Linked DNA regions of Capsicum annuum: all the other regions are linked to region 1. A link is a contact called in public Hi-C data. All regions are on one chromosome and are shown on one strand. Each heading gives the region's core, a stretch centred on a gene start, on an enhancer-like site or on the middle of the called end of the contact. The rest is flanking DNA. Distances are from core to core; before and after follow the strand shown. Region 1 holds the start of LOC107859954 (cytochrome P450 90B1). Region 2 holds the start of LOC107859959 (phosphatidylinositol transfer protein 3). Region 3 holds the start of LOC107859955 (succinate dehydrogenase [ubiquinone] flavoprotein subunit 1, mitochondrial).

Region 1 (4,380 bases), core at 647-3,146:
ATCCAAACACTTCAAAAGTGCTTAAAAACACTTTTACTAATAGGTAAAGGGTAGTTGAGAACGACACTTTTTGACTTATGGGTTATGCTTATAGGTAAAGCTATAAGCTCATCCAAACAAACTCTACTCATACTCTGTGTACGAATAGTTACGTTCAATTATCTTTTAAATGAGCTGATAGTGTGTGACATAAATGACAATAAGCTAAAGAGTAGAAACTTACACATTGAGTGAATTCCATTTTCTTATAGTCATCCCAATTCAACTCTGTTTCTCCTGACAGCTTTTTGGCTCTGGAAATCTCCAAGTGCTCTGCCTGAATTTATTACCAGCTCAAAAAAATTAAAGAATGGACTTCAACAAAATCATTAATCTGTCACTAAAAGACTTTGATTGTATATGCTTACTGTCAGTTGTTGAACAGCATCAGGACAGCTTTCCAAGAAATAAATAGACAGAGCTATGGCTACTGATGAAGTTTCATGTCCAGCAAAGAGCAAACTTAGTAGCAAATCAAGAATTTGCTCTTTTGAAAGATTTGAATTCTTCAGAACCCACCCAAGTAGATCGTTTTCATTTCCTTTCGTTTCCTTAAGCCTCTCCTCCATTTTTCTCTCAATGAATCCAAGAATCGTCGATCGAGACTATAACAAAACAGAGAAATTGGAACTTAAATTCAGGTCCTGAATAGATAGGTACAGTGTTCGAGTCAATAAAGAATCTTTTCTTCTTTATGAATCGATATTATTCAATTCCAAATCCTTCCCCCGATACCACCCAAGGAAAATTATAAACACTTACTGTTTTTACTTAAATGATATGGTGATATATAACAGTACCTGTAAGGCCCTTCTATAAGCTGTTCCTGGAAAATTCAATGGAGCAGAAACCACTCCTTTCATAAATGTGATGTATTCCTTCTTTAGCTGCTCCGTCTCTGGATTTCCAGGTTGTAAACTCATAATATGCTCTGCCATAAAGTTGAACGTGAACTGTAGAAATTTCACACAGAAAACAACAACAATTTCCAAAGTTAGATATAGCATGTTGAAGATTGAACAATTTTCATCAAGGGAGTTAAAAAATATGAAAAAAGCAAATACAGAAACATATACATTATATATATAAAAATAGTTTTAATCATGTATATACTGTTTATTTTCCGACTATGAGCCCGTCGACCCTACTTAGCTCCGCCCTGCTTATAGATAAATGAAAAAAGATAGCACTACTCCTTAATTACCTTCTTTGCTTCATCTTGTGCACTAACTACAGAATCCCGTTTCCAAGAGGCAAGAACAAGAAGAGTGTGCTTTTCAACTTCACTTAAAAGTTGATTCCTGAGCCTAGCATGGCTCAAGAAATTCAGAGAAATCATTCTCATGTCTCTATGCATTTGTCCAACTTGAACCAACATAGACCATTTTCCAAGAATCCCACCTATGCTTCTTGGATAATTGCACTCAAATAATTTTCCTTCATTCTGCAGAATGTATCTATTCAGCCCTGCATCTGCTGAAACTATTGTTGGCTCTCCAAACAAATTTGACTTGTAAATTTTCCCATACCTAGAGAAGTTCAAATTTTCAGGACAAAGATTCAACAATTTCTTTTTTAAGAAAAGAATTAAAATTGGGATTAATTAATTGATTACCTTGAGATGTGATCTTGCATGAAATCTCCAATAGTGGTAGCTGAATAAGGTCTCAAATAGCCAATAGTTTCACCAAGAAAAGGCCAACCCATGTCCCCTGGTGGAAGATTTGGAAATTTATGTTTTCTTTTGAATAGATTAAGAATAATAAGTACTGCCAAGATTGGGGGAACAAGAAAAAGAAAAAACTCCAAGTCAGACATGGACAACAATTTGATGATTTATTTCACTGTTTGTTTTTTCCTTTTTTTTCTTCTTCTATATTTTTTCCACTTTGAATACTCAACAGGGTCTGTTGCTGAAGCAGAGTTTCGAATAAGATAGTAATATTTATTAATAATAAGAGTAGTGTTATATTTATATATATGTATGCAGCAGCATCGACTATGAATCTTTCCCGTCCAGCTGCTGCTATAAAAGAAACTTTCTGTTTTGTGAAGCTCTTTTTGGAAAGTATGTTGCTTTTTATAGGCTTCTTTGTTGACGTTTAGCATTTGCGCCGTTGAGTCAGTTCCCTCTTAAAATTAAACAATTCTACTTTATTCACTAATTAAATACTTACCATCTTAATTTATTCCTAAATCCTTCCTCGCACTAAAAACTGTATTTTAAACTATCATGTATCATTACGTTTCACCTTCTTGAATACACCACCAAGATGGTGTAATAAAGAACAGAGACTAGCAACTATTTATGTTAAGACATAATTGATTTAGGCGTTGACGCGGAAGTTATATTGGTTGGAGATATAAGTTAGTGTCAAAATTATCTGTCCAGCTATTTATATCATTATAATGGGATAAGTTATTTCATATACGTAGTGAGATATTTTTATATTTTTTTTTTCAGAATAGCTAATTTCGAGATAATCAATTCTGGGATAACTTGTTTTCAACCAAACGATACCTTAATATAATCTAAAGTGACAAGTAAATACTTCAACTTTGAGTATACACATTTAGATACCTCAACTCGTCTCTACTGTATGAGTTAAGTATTCCAACGTATAAAATAATCATCTAGACACTTCTAAAATTTCTATATCACGTTAGTGTCGAGTGTCAACGAGACACTATAAGAACGAGTTACAGTATTTAATTATCCGTTGAGATCAAATTAATTTTTTTAGATATGTATTCTCAAAGTTAGAATGCTTACTGAACAATAGAAGGCAAGTCTGAACGCTTATTTATATATTGATGTCTTCATGTTCAAGATAACTTTCATACACTTTCCCCTTTTCATTTTACATTAATGCATCATCTTTCGGTTCACGAGAGAAGAAAGAAAATTATATTTGCTTGTAGTAGAATCAAAATTATGAGAAGAAAAGGAAACATACATAACTCAAAATTTACAGCATACTGAGGGAAAGGAGTAAAAGGAAGATTTCAAGGTGGCTAAAAAGTAAGGCACTTGTCCCCGTCCTGTCTCACTTGAGCTACACGTACGATAGTCTACGGCCGCAAAGCATCATATTGAGAGTTTTTTTTGAGTGTGGGTGTTTGATTGAACATAAAATTTGTAAGAGATCTTTTTTTTTTTTTTTTTTGAAAATTTTAAGTTATGTGTTTGGTATGGAAGAATTTTATTGATAAAGCAAAAACTTTAGAAAAATTAATTTTTTATATGATGTCTCTAGTGAAAGTAGAGAAGATAAATTCATAATATTCCATACTAATTATTTTTTCTCAACACTCCAACATGTTCCACCCTCATCTCCACCGCCACTTTATATAGCATTTATTTGGATCATATACAAATATGTTGGGATGATATTTTATGTTTACTTACAAAATATAAAAATAATAAATAATAAATCACTTTTATTTTTTTTAAGAAAAAATAATTTTGATGAAATATACTATTGTCACACTTTTTTTTGGCCCGCAGGGCCGGGTTGAAGGATTTTTCCAATTAAAATGACCATTTTGAATTGGAGTTATTTTATTTACAAAGTCGCCACTTGAAATTAAGTTTTGATGTTCCAAGTCACCTTTTTGAATCCATAATCAAAAGGAAATGACTCTTTATTATGGTCTGGGAAAATAGAAGACCGGGTAAGAAGTTCTGTTGACCGAAGAGAAGGTGTGAGGCACCCTCGAGTCCCGTGGTTCTAGCACGGTCGTTTTTATTGAATTATTTTGACTAAAACTATTTTGATGAATTATGTTTGAAGGCCTAGATTCGCTTATTTTTATTATACCAAAAATATCTATCTACACCTTTGATATTAAATAAATCGATATAAATTTAATTTTATAGAAAAAAATATTTATCAAGATGTGTCATTGCATTCTTGAATTTTTAAATGTCTCAAAAAGATGTGTATGCCGCATTTTTAATTGAGACGAATATTTTTTACATGTCTAAAATTTACTTAATGTTAAAAAAAAAATCATTCATCATTAATAGATTCGTAATAATTTGTATTTATTATAAATACTATTTGACAATAAAATTAAGCTAAATTTATTTGAAAGGATAAATAATTTAATAAATAATTAATAAACTTCATTAATTACATTTTACAAAACTAGTATAACGAAGTTAACAAATAAACAAAAAAAAAAAACTACTATTATTATTTTTCTATTCGTAAATCTCTTCATCACTATTTTTCCTAACCCCTGTACTTCAAATCTTTGGTACCCAAAACAAACAAATATGGTCATTTTTCTTATTTTCAAACATTTCGTTTCCTTCTTTATAAAAAAACAAAAATA
Region 2 (4,380 bases), core at 1,065-3,564, 210 kb before region 1:
TTGCATTAGTTATATATAGGGTAAAAAAGTATATCAAACAAGGTACTACTAATACATTAAACTAATGCATGCATTAACATTCCAATACACTCTACCAAACGACTCCTTAGTTTCTAGCTGATGCAACACTCATTGGCGCAGGCATCACCTTTGCTTTAGAGTGTACATCATCGTTATTATGGGAGGCCACATTGTCAAAGCCCCAAAACTTAGCAGTCTTAACATCTTCTAGAGCCATCAATCTGGAAAATTCTTCATGATCGTAATTCAATGTGGCTTTTCCCCCAAACTCACTTGGAAGATTCTCAGTATCGAAAAAAGTCTTCATCAACTCCATACTATCTTTGTTATTCGGATACACAAACTTGATCTTCTCAGATGTTTTCACATCAATAAAATATTTCACTACCTGCACAAGAACAAAGAAATTTGTGATTGATCAAGTTTATAAAAAAAATAAAGGAGTCCTTGTTTAAAGTGCTCAAGGAAGAGTTTTACCTTCCAAAATGCCTCGAAAAATCTAGCTGGACTATAAAGAACAACTAAAGCAAGCCTCTCTGGATAGTGATTCTGCAAAATGTAGATAATATCTCTTGCAGTTTTAATGGAAATGTTGGTGTTTAATGACCACCCATTGAAGTCAATCAACCAAGACATTTGTTCTTCGCCTTCCGGCAGGTTAAGGCTAGCATTCTCCATCAGATAGACTAGATGACGAATGTTACCTTCTGGAGATGCTGTGTTCTGTCATCCATGAAACACAACAATTTGGATACTGATAACTTGAAATATATGGATAGGATTTTAATTAAAGGCAAAGAAAACAAGACTAACCTGTCTCCCAGGCCTCATTATAAGTACGGTCCTGCCAAGTCGGTCATGAAAATTGGCCTTAGAAACTTTGCCAGTTTCACCTTCATGTGCCACTTCATGCTGATAAATTGCGAGATCATTAATTTAGAATCATCGATCTTCCAACATTACACCGAGTGACATACATATAAAGTTGCTCTAGTAACACTTGTGCGATACCAACCATATCTAACCTCTAAGCTGCAGTATGATTTGCACTAATGATAACAATAAATTAAAATTCACCAGTATTCTAACAACTATCTAACACTTTCTGGTGTTCTAATAGAAAGTGACCAAGAAAAGTTCAAACCTTCAATAAATCAACATTATGATCTACAATGAGGATGAAAGTATTGACTTTTAGATGGCTAACTGCGACCTTGCATATTTTGGGCGATTAACTTGAGAGTACAAATTTAGTCTAGAGTATAGAGATGGAAAAGGTCAAAGAACAATCACCCAACGAATTTCTTCAGGCTTATAGGTGGATCTCCACTTGAGTGTCTCTTTGAGCATTTTCTTTGCCTTGTCAAGGTTCCAATTTCGAGCTTCTAAGTATCGCCTCAGACACGCATCAGTACAGAACTTTAAGCTTCGCCCAGATAGAGGTCCAAGAGCTGCCCTTAACTCGTTAACCTGGTTTGGCAAAGAAAACTAGTTCACAAGTACTCATCACTAACTTAGTGAGTTCAATAGTCCTGACAATTCTGTGTGAGTAGAGCATTTGCCTAGTGTTAGACCAGTGGTCAGTCTAGTTAATTCTCTATAAGCAGCAGTTGTGGGGTATTTCCACTTAACAATATGTGGATATTTTGTGAGAATAAAACTTGATCAAACTGTCACCTTTGCATCACGGCTAGCAGGATCATCAGCCTGATTCGTCTGAGACTGCTTTCCACGAAACATGGTTTCTTTTTAGTTGTTACAAGTGACTCTGCTTCATCATTAAGACAAACACTCATCTTAAATTTAGGCTTCAGGTAACGTAAGCCAGATCAGGCCAACTGGGAAAAAGCAAAAAAAAAAAAAAAAAAGAAGAGATGAGAATGACTTCAAGAACGAAATGGTAACCTTTTACCTTTCTTGGGAGATAATTAGGAAGATGCAGAAAGATTTGGACTTAAGCTTTCCTAAAAGAGATGGGCATATAGACAGAGGCATGTGATTCCCTGGATCCTTCTCTATGCACAAATAATAGCAATTGGTTCTTGTAGTAATAGCAAGTAAAAGTAGATAACCCCACTCCTAGTTGTGGAGAAATCACGCCAAGTTGGTGATCATTCACTGTAACATTGATAAAAGTGGGAACAGCCGAACAATGGAATTTTCACACGCTTGAAGTCTTCTCTTTTGGACACCATTATGCAATAATACCCAACTTTGTTACCTTTCAAAACAAATGTGTACAAATTTGGGTAGGCCTAACAAACACACTGACGGTAAAAACAAACTGCTGACCAAGAAATGTTGCATGATTCAACCCAAAATTTCAGTTTATCTTTCAAACATCTTGCCCTTCTAGAACAGGTGCAATTAGTAGTTCCTTGTGATATAGGTGGCATTTAGAAGCTTCCAAATTTAGGTAATGAATTTAATACTCAGGGGGTCAAGTAAACTTGATTTGACTAGTTAATTCTCTCCCCTCCTCTCCTCCTCCCTTTTGGTACGACTGGAGGATCCATATATTATAAATATATATATATTCCTAGGAAACGCAGCACTTCCCTACTTGATTCCATGTAGTATAAAACATTTTTTTTTAATTTCAATTTCAGTCACAACACAAATAACGGGTCTTCATAAAAGAAACAACACAGACACAAGTCAGCATAGAAACATTGTGCCTATGTCAATAAAAAGATAATTAACACAATGCTGCCCATTGAGACGAATCTTTATCATATTTATCCCGTGCCAAACATTACAAACCAAGTTTTGATATGCACACACTAAGAGGAACAAACAAATTTGTACAGGCTTGATTCTCTACGAAAAAATACGCAAAGCTTTACACTAATCTATGATATATAAAATCCTAAATGTGCAACTGCAGTGACACCTCGAGAGAGATGATGCACGAGTGCCCCTACTCCTTCAACTTCCCTCAAGGATCTTGTAGATCACCTCCCTTTCGTTTTTGAGATTTATGGACAAGGCCCTACACCTTTTTCTTTTAAAAAATGAAAAATAATATTATTTACTAAAACGTTAATAGTATTTGAACTTTGAAAAACACCCAGTATCGTATTTTCATCTTTTTTATAATTTGTCCTAATTTTCTTTTGTAAAATAACTTCCTTTGAATAATATATGGTTCGTGTTCAAAAAATATATATTTAAATTTAAATATTTATTATAAAAATATTATCAAACACAACTTGAACTTTTAAGTTTAAATTATCAATACTTGATTCGTGTTCAAAAAATATATATTTAAATTTAAATATTTATTATAAAAATATTATCAAACACAACTTGAACTTTTAAGTTTAAATTATCAATACTTGATTCCAGTGAGAACTTTTTAAATAAACACCCTGAACGACCAATGATCTTTCTCATCTGTGCAATATATAATCTCAAGAGACACTCCTAATTGGAGGTAATACTGCTGAAATGTGGTCTTGAATCTTAACCTCCTCTCCATGGATGAGATTAGTGATCGGTTCCAAGCCAGACTGTTTGGTCGAAATCCTGAATCCTATTTTCAATAAACTCACTGAAACTTATTGAAGTGAATTAATATTCTTACCCTTACCTCCCCAATTTAAACCATTTACCATGATACTAAATCTATAGAAATTCGGCCAACACAACCAATCTCACGGAGTCATTTTGATCTTTCCGATATATATTCTCACACTTCTCTCTCAAATCTCTGATAACTCCCGAGATTCTGCCTTGATTCTCTGATATATGTCACGGTGCTGAAAAGTGCATCCAGAACATTCACTTGAAACTGCAGATAACTTTGTATCAAGAAAGGCAGGGGCAAACCCATGCGTAATTTTGGAATACTCCGACACCCACTAAACTCTACATAAATTAAGTATAATTATATAAAAAACACAGAATAAATGATATAATTTATTAAAAAACACTCAGAAAACAAACATATGATTGGATGCAGTAGCTTAAAGATGTGATAAATTTTTTTAAGCACCCACAACCTTGAATTACTGGGTCCACCACTAAAGAAAGGTACTAACGTCTCATGACTAAAGTCCACAAATTTACCAGAGAAGAAAAGAGAACTAGCTCTCAATGGCAAGACACACAGAAGCATAACCCTGAAAAGTAAACAAAAGGTTTTCGCACTCAAATTTTAAGATTCAAGAATATACATCGTGTACCAAAACTGAAATTACATGAATAGAAAGATACCTAAATGTCTCAACCGGATGCTTATAAATTTAACATACAAAGAAAAGGAGAAAGCCAGATCAACGGTGACAGATACAAACTCCAATTAACTTATACCTGAAAAGTTTACAACGGGGACCAAATTCTAAACTTCAAGACATT
Region 3 (4,380 bases), core at 1,041-3,540, 130 kb before region 1:
ATCGTCCTCTGTCATATTGCCTAATGCAGCATTTATACCACCCTACAAAGGAAAATCACAAACAAAGCAAATAACAAGTATATTAGGTCTGGAAGCAGAAACTTGAGCAAGTACATGAACTATCCTATAATCCACACAATAAGAATTGTTATTTTTAAGGTCAATCAAACTTCAAATTATGATCCATAAGCTGCATAGCAAACCAGCGTTTCTCTCCAGTTTCTTTAAGTTAAACAGTTCTTGGCCAGGAAGTGTAGAGACAAAAATGCAGATTAACTGTGTCTGCCTAGAGAAGGGAAGGAAGTTACTTGCGGATAGCAAACATGAACAAAAAGGATTTAAGAATAGCAAGAATAATATCTTCAAACAAACAAAAAAACGAAAACAAAAAGGGCCAAGTATAATAACGCATGCATAAGGAGACCGGCAATGTCAATCCTAAGCAAGTTCCGAGCAATGATTGCGAAGGGAATACAACAACTATAAATTCCAACCCAAGACAACACAAAAATGAGCTGATGAATGAAACCCACAGTTCTAATAGACTCTAACCACAAATATACCTCAAATGGTATGGTCAAGATTGTGTCATCATGACATTCTCAACAGATAACAAGAAAAGAAGAAAACTTTAAGTGGAGGAAACCCATAACATACTATTGAGCAAGGGAAAATAATGAAAGCAAATTTTTCTCATTTGATTAAAAAATACTCCACACATACAGCTATTAACAGTTCTGTACGAACTATAACACAAATCTACCTCAACTGCCATTGTCATGAGTTTAACTTTCTAAAGAAATCCAGTGAACTTTTTTCAAGTTTCTAATCATTAATAAGAAAACTCAGTATAAAACGACTATTGTCTAGTTGGCCCAGCCCACGAATAAACATACAACCTGACAACAATGAGCAAAGAGTCCCAATTAGTGTAGACAATTTGATGTTCTTTGTACAACATATTGTCCTCTAAAATTCAGAGTCTCCTCCTCCCTACCGTAAACCATTAATAAATCTACCTAGTTCAAGAAAATAAAAACTAAAATTGGCAAATAGTTAGAATCCAGGTACCTGAGCGGCAACAGTGTGAGATCGAGTAGGAAAGAGCTTGGTTATGCAAGCAGTATTGAATCCATGCTCAGACAACCCTATTGCTGCTCGAAGCCCTGCACCACCTGCACCGACCACCACCGCATCGTATGTGTGATCCACTACCGTGTAGGACGAGCCTCCCACATTCTGCTAGACAACACACAATATTCAACCATGACGAAAAAAAATCATCAGAATCTTAGCATACTATAATAAATATATAATCATCAAAAAAGTTAAAAAAAAAAAAAAAAGCAAACAATGATTTTAAAAAAGAGGAGCTTTGCGGCTAAAGTTGATTAATCATAAACTCGAAGAATCTACAACAATCGAACATAAAGACCTTCAAAGAAGAAGATCAAATCCAATAACAGCTAGGTAGTTAACCTAATGAGACGTCAAAAATAAAACTCAATCAATCAAAAATCCTAACATTCAAATGATTAGAACAAACTTCAATATAAAATGTATCAACTAAAATTCCTAAGATTCACAAACATCTAGGTCACCGATAATGATTACAAACAAATTTCAATACAAAATGCATCAATTAGTAATACTTAAAATTCACAAACAGTTAGGTAACCGATAATGATTACAAGCAAACTTCAATACAAAAAAGCATCAATTAAAAATATCTTGAGATTCAACAACTAGATAGAATGAGGGGTTCAATATTAGCTGATCGAATCAATAGACAAAGAAAACAGATAGAAGGAACCGTACAGATTGTGAGGAGAAGAGTCGGCGAAAATGGCGGGCGCCGCCACCGGAGATGGATCTGTTGGAGGAAGCGCGAAGACCACGCGACACACAGCGCCACATTCTCGAAGGTTCCCACAGAAAACCAATATGGAGCTGCTGGAGATTGAATGAAGTTAATGTAGAAAAATGGATGTGAAAATGGGATGCTCTTTTTTTGGGTACCGGCACGGAGTTCTGGACGACTGATGATTATATTCCCACTTTAATGGAGCTACCCCTAGCGCTAATCAATATTACTAAACGGCCACTCTCACGTTCCGTTACGATACACCAGTAATTTTCTTTATTCTTTTTGGTGAAGCACTTTTGCTATCACTGAAATTTTATGGGGATGGGTTGGTACACGCTATTGGGGAAAACAATTTACTCCAATCATTTTTTATAAAAAATTGGCCTGCTTGACGACTTTCAATTAGAAAGGATAAACAAGTTGTCAATTAAGTGAAAGTCTTTCAAATTTTTTAAATTAAGTGGGAGGGATAAAACTTTTTTGAGTTTTTCTTTTTAAATTTTTTCGTTTCAACAACTTGTCTCAGTTGTAAAACAATTTTGGTAGTTATTCGACAATTAGACATAGTTGTCGAACAATTACCAAAGTTATTTGACAACTAGAAGCAGTTGTTCGACAATTGAGAGAAATTGTTCAACAACTGCGCGAAATTATTTAGACAACTAATGTAATTATCCAATAATTATTTCAATTGTTCAAAGGCTTAGTTCTTTTAAAAAACAAGTTTGTAAAACCGACTTATCCTTTTTTTAATTGGAAAGTTGGAAGGCCTTCTATTTTATTTTTCTCTGACCGGTGATTACATTTCCACTTTAATGGAAATGGAACTACCCCTAGTGTTTATCAATATTACTAAACGGCCACTATCACGTTTCGCTGCGAGACACCAGTAATTTTCTTTTATTCTTTTCTTTTGAAGACCTTTTGCTATCATTGAAATTCTAACGGATGGGTTTGGTACGCTCTATTTCAGAAAATAATGTATATATTGTTTTTGGTACTATTAATTTTTCGTTTGGTATAATTTTTTAACAAATTGCTATGTTATTAGCAATATAAGAAATTTTATTATATACATAGATATATTAAATATATAATTGTCCCTAAGAGAGTACAAAGCTAAAGAATATGGAGAGTATTTTTGCAAAAAAATATTTTAAAAAAAATAAATTATTAGACAATTAATGTTATATTTTTAATACACCAAATCAGTTATTGAAGAAAAATAATGTCATCACAACTAATCTCACATTACGAATACACTTTATTGAGCACTGTTAAACTAATCTCAGATTGCTAATATACTCTATTTAGCACTAATATTTTTATATCTCGATATTTTATTTTTTGAAAATAAAACATAGATCAAGCTTATTTACGTATTTTCTTCGGATAGTTTTAATTCTATCCACTTGTATGTATAGGTCAAACTACTTGGTTCTTGCTGAATTTTTTTATTTTTTTTTTGTTTTCTATCTGATGTTCGGTGCCCGCATTGGAGCCCCGACTAATTCGGATCGTGCGTTGTAGGGCTCATTAAGGTGACAGTGCTCCCAACAACGCACCTTAATGGGCCCTACAACGCACGATCCGGATTAGTCGGGGCTCCAATGCAGGCATCGAACATCAGATAGAAAACTAAAAAAAAATGGTGCCCGCATTGGAGCCCCGACTAATCCGGATCGTGTGTTGTAGGGCCCATTAAGGTGACAGCACTCCCAACAGAGTTTTCTTCATACCCAGGATCGAACCCTCGACCTTTAATTAAGGATGAAGCATTCCGTCCACTACACCACAACCCAGGTGGTGAATTTTTCTTTTACTACTACGTGCCAATGATTAATGATTGTAAATTGTGCTATTGATATAAATTAAACGCCACTTTCTTTGCATGAATTTGCTTTTTTCTCCGTACTAAACAACCCCCAAATGATTTTTATGTCCATAATAAATGGTAGGAGAATGGACGCGCAGATGATTTGGAAGCCATAAGGAGACTAATGGGAAAAGCTAGCAGCGTGGCCTACGTTCCTGCCGCTCAACTTCTACTTTGGAAAGACGTCTAGACTAACCATCTTAACTAATGTCAATTACACGTTGTTAATTTTATCATCATAAGTTCTTATTAGTCGCGTCAAATTAGCATTTTTAGATTGATATTGACATGTTAAAATAGACTGAATTAATAAACAAGCGAATTATTGATCTGTTTGTTTAATTTGAACTGCATATTAGCTCAATATTTGAATGAGTTGACTTAAGTGTATCAAATGAACTGAATTAGTGTGATAAGTGGATTATTAACCCATCTAAATTTAAATAAATTAGGAGATCATAATTTATGAGTTGATTTTGCCATCCCTAATTCTAGTGATATGGGAGTAACACTTGCCCAAGTTTAATATGTCATAGGACCAGAATCCAAAAGCCAGGAAATATGTAAAGAGGACGAGTAAAGATTTGGGCATACAAAAGGCCCACAGAAAATTTACCATCAAAGTATTTCTTCTTCT

What was found. Hi-C and Micro-C count contacts between places; a contact is called where the count stands out from the background.
Region 2: a contact with region 1 is called in a Hi-C map of leaf, with 3 times the contacts expected there. The contact joins the promoter of LOC107859959 here to the promoter of LOC107859954 in region 1. A contact is called at or near these places in 3 of 5 Hi-C or Micro-C datasets (bud and leaf).
Region 3: a Hi-C map of leaf shows a contact between it and region 1, with 7 times the contacts expected there. The contact joins the promoter of LOC107859955 here to the promoter of LOC107859954 in region 1. A contact is called at or near these places in 5 of 5 Hi-C or Micro-C datasets (bud, leaf, pericarp and 1 more).

Annotation. Positions count from the first base shown.
Region 1 is chr2:140,859,104-140,863,483 of UCD10Xv1.1, forward strand. It overlaps LOC107859954 (cytochrome P450 90B1), which reads right to left and starts at 1,897. Exons shown (of 9, transcript XM_047407232.1): 1 at 1,655-1,897; 2 at 1,244-1,568; 3 at 840-992; 4 at 408-644; 5 at 224-316. The coding sequence starts at 1,857.
Region 2 is chr2:140,652,506-140,656,885 of UCD10Xv1.1, forward strand. LOC107859959 (phosphatidylinositol transfer protein 3) reads right to left here and starts at 2,315. Exons shown (of 6, transcript XM_016705128.2): 1 at 1,934-2,315; 2 at 1,699-1,789; 3 at 1,315-1,491; 4 at 835-933; 5 at 499-744; 6 at 1-409. The coding sequence starts at 1,761. The coding sequence ends at 107. LOC107859958 (a long non-coding RNA gene) reads right to left here. Exons shown (of 2, transcript XR_007052464.1): 2 at 4,146-4,380.
Region 3 is chr2:140,725,124-140,729,503 of UCD10Xv1.1, forward strand. It overlaps LOC107859955 (succinate dehydrogenase [ubiquinone] flavoprotein subunit 1, mitochondrial), which reads right to left and starts at 2,291. Exons shown (of 16, transcript XM_016705124.2): 1 at 1,819-2,291; 2 at 1,072-1,239; 3 at 1-42. The coding sequence starts at 1,917.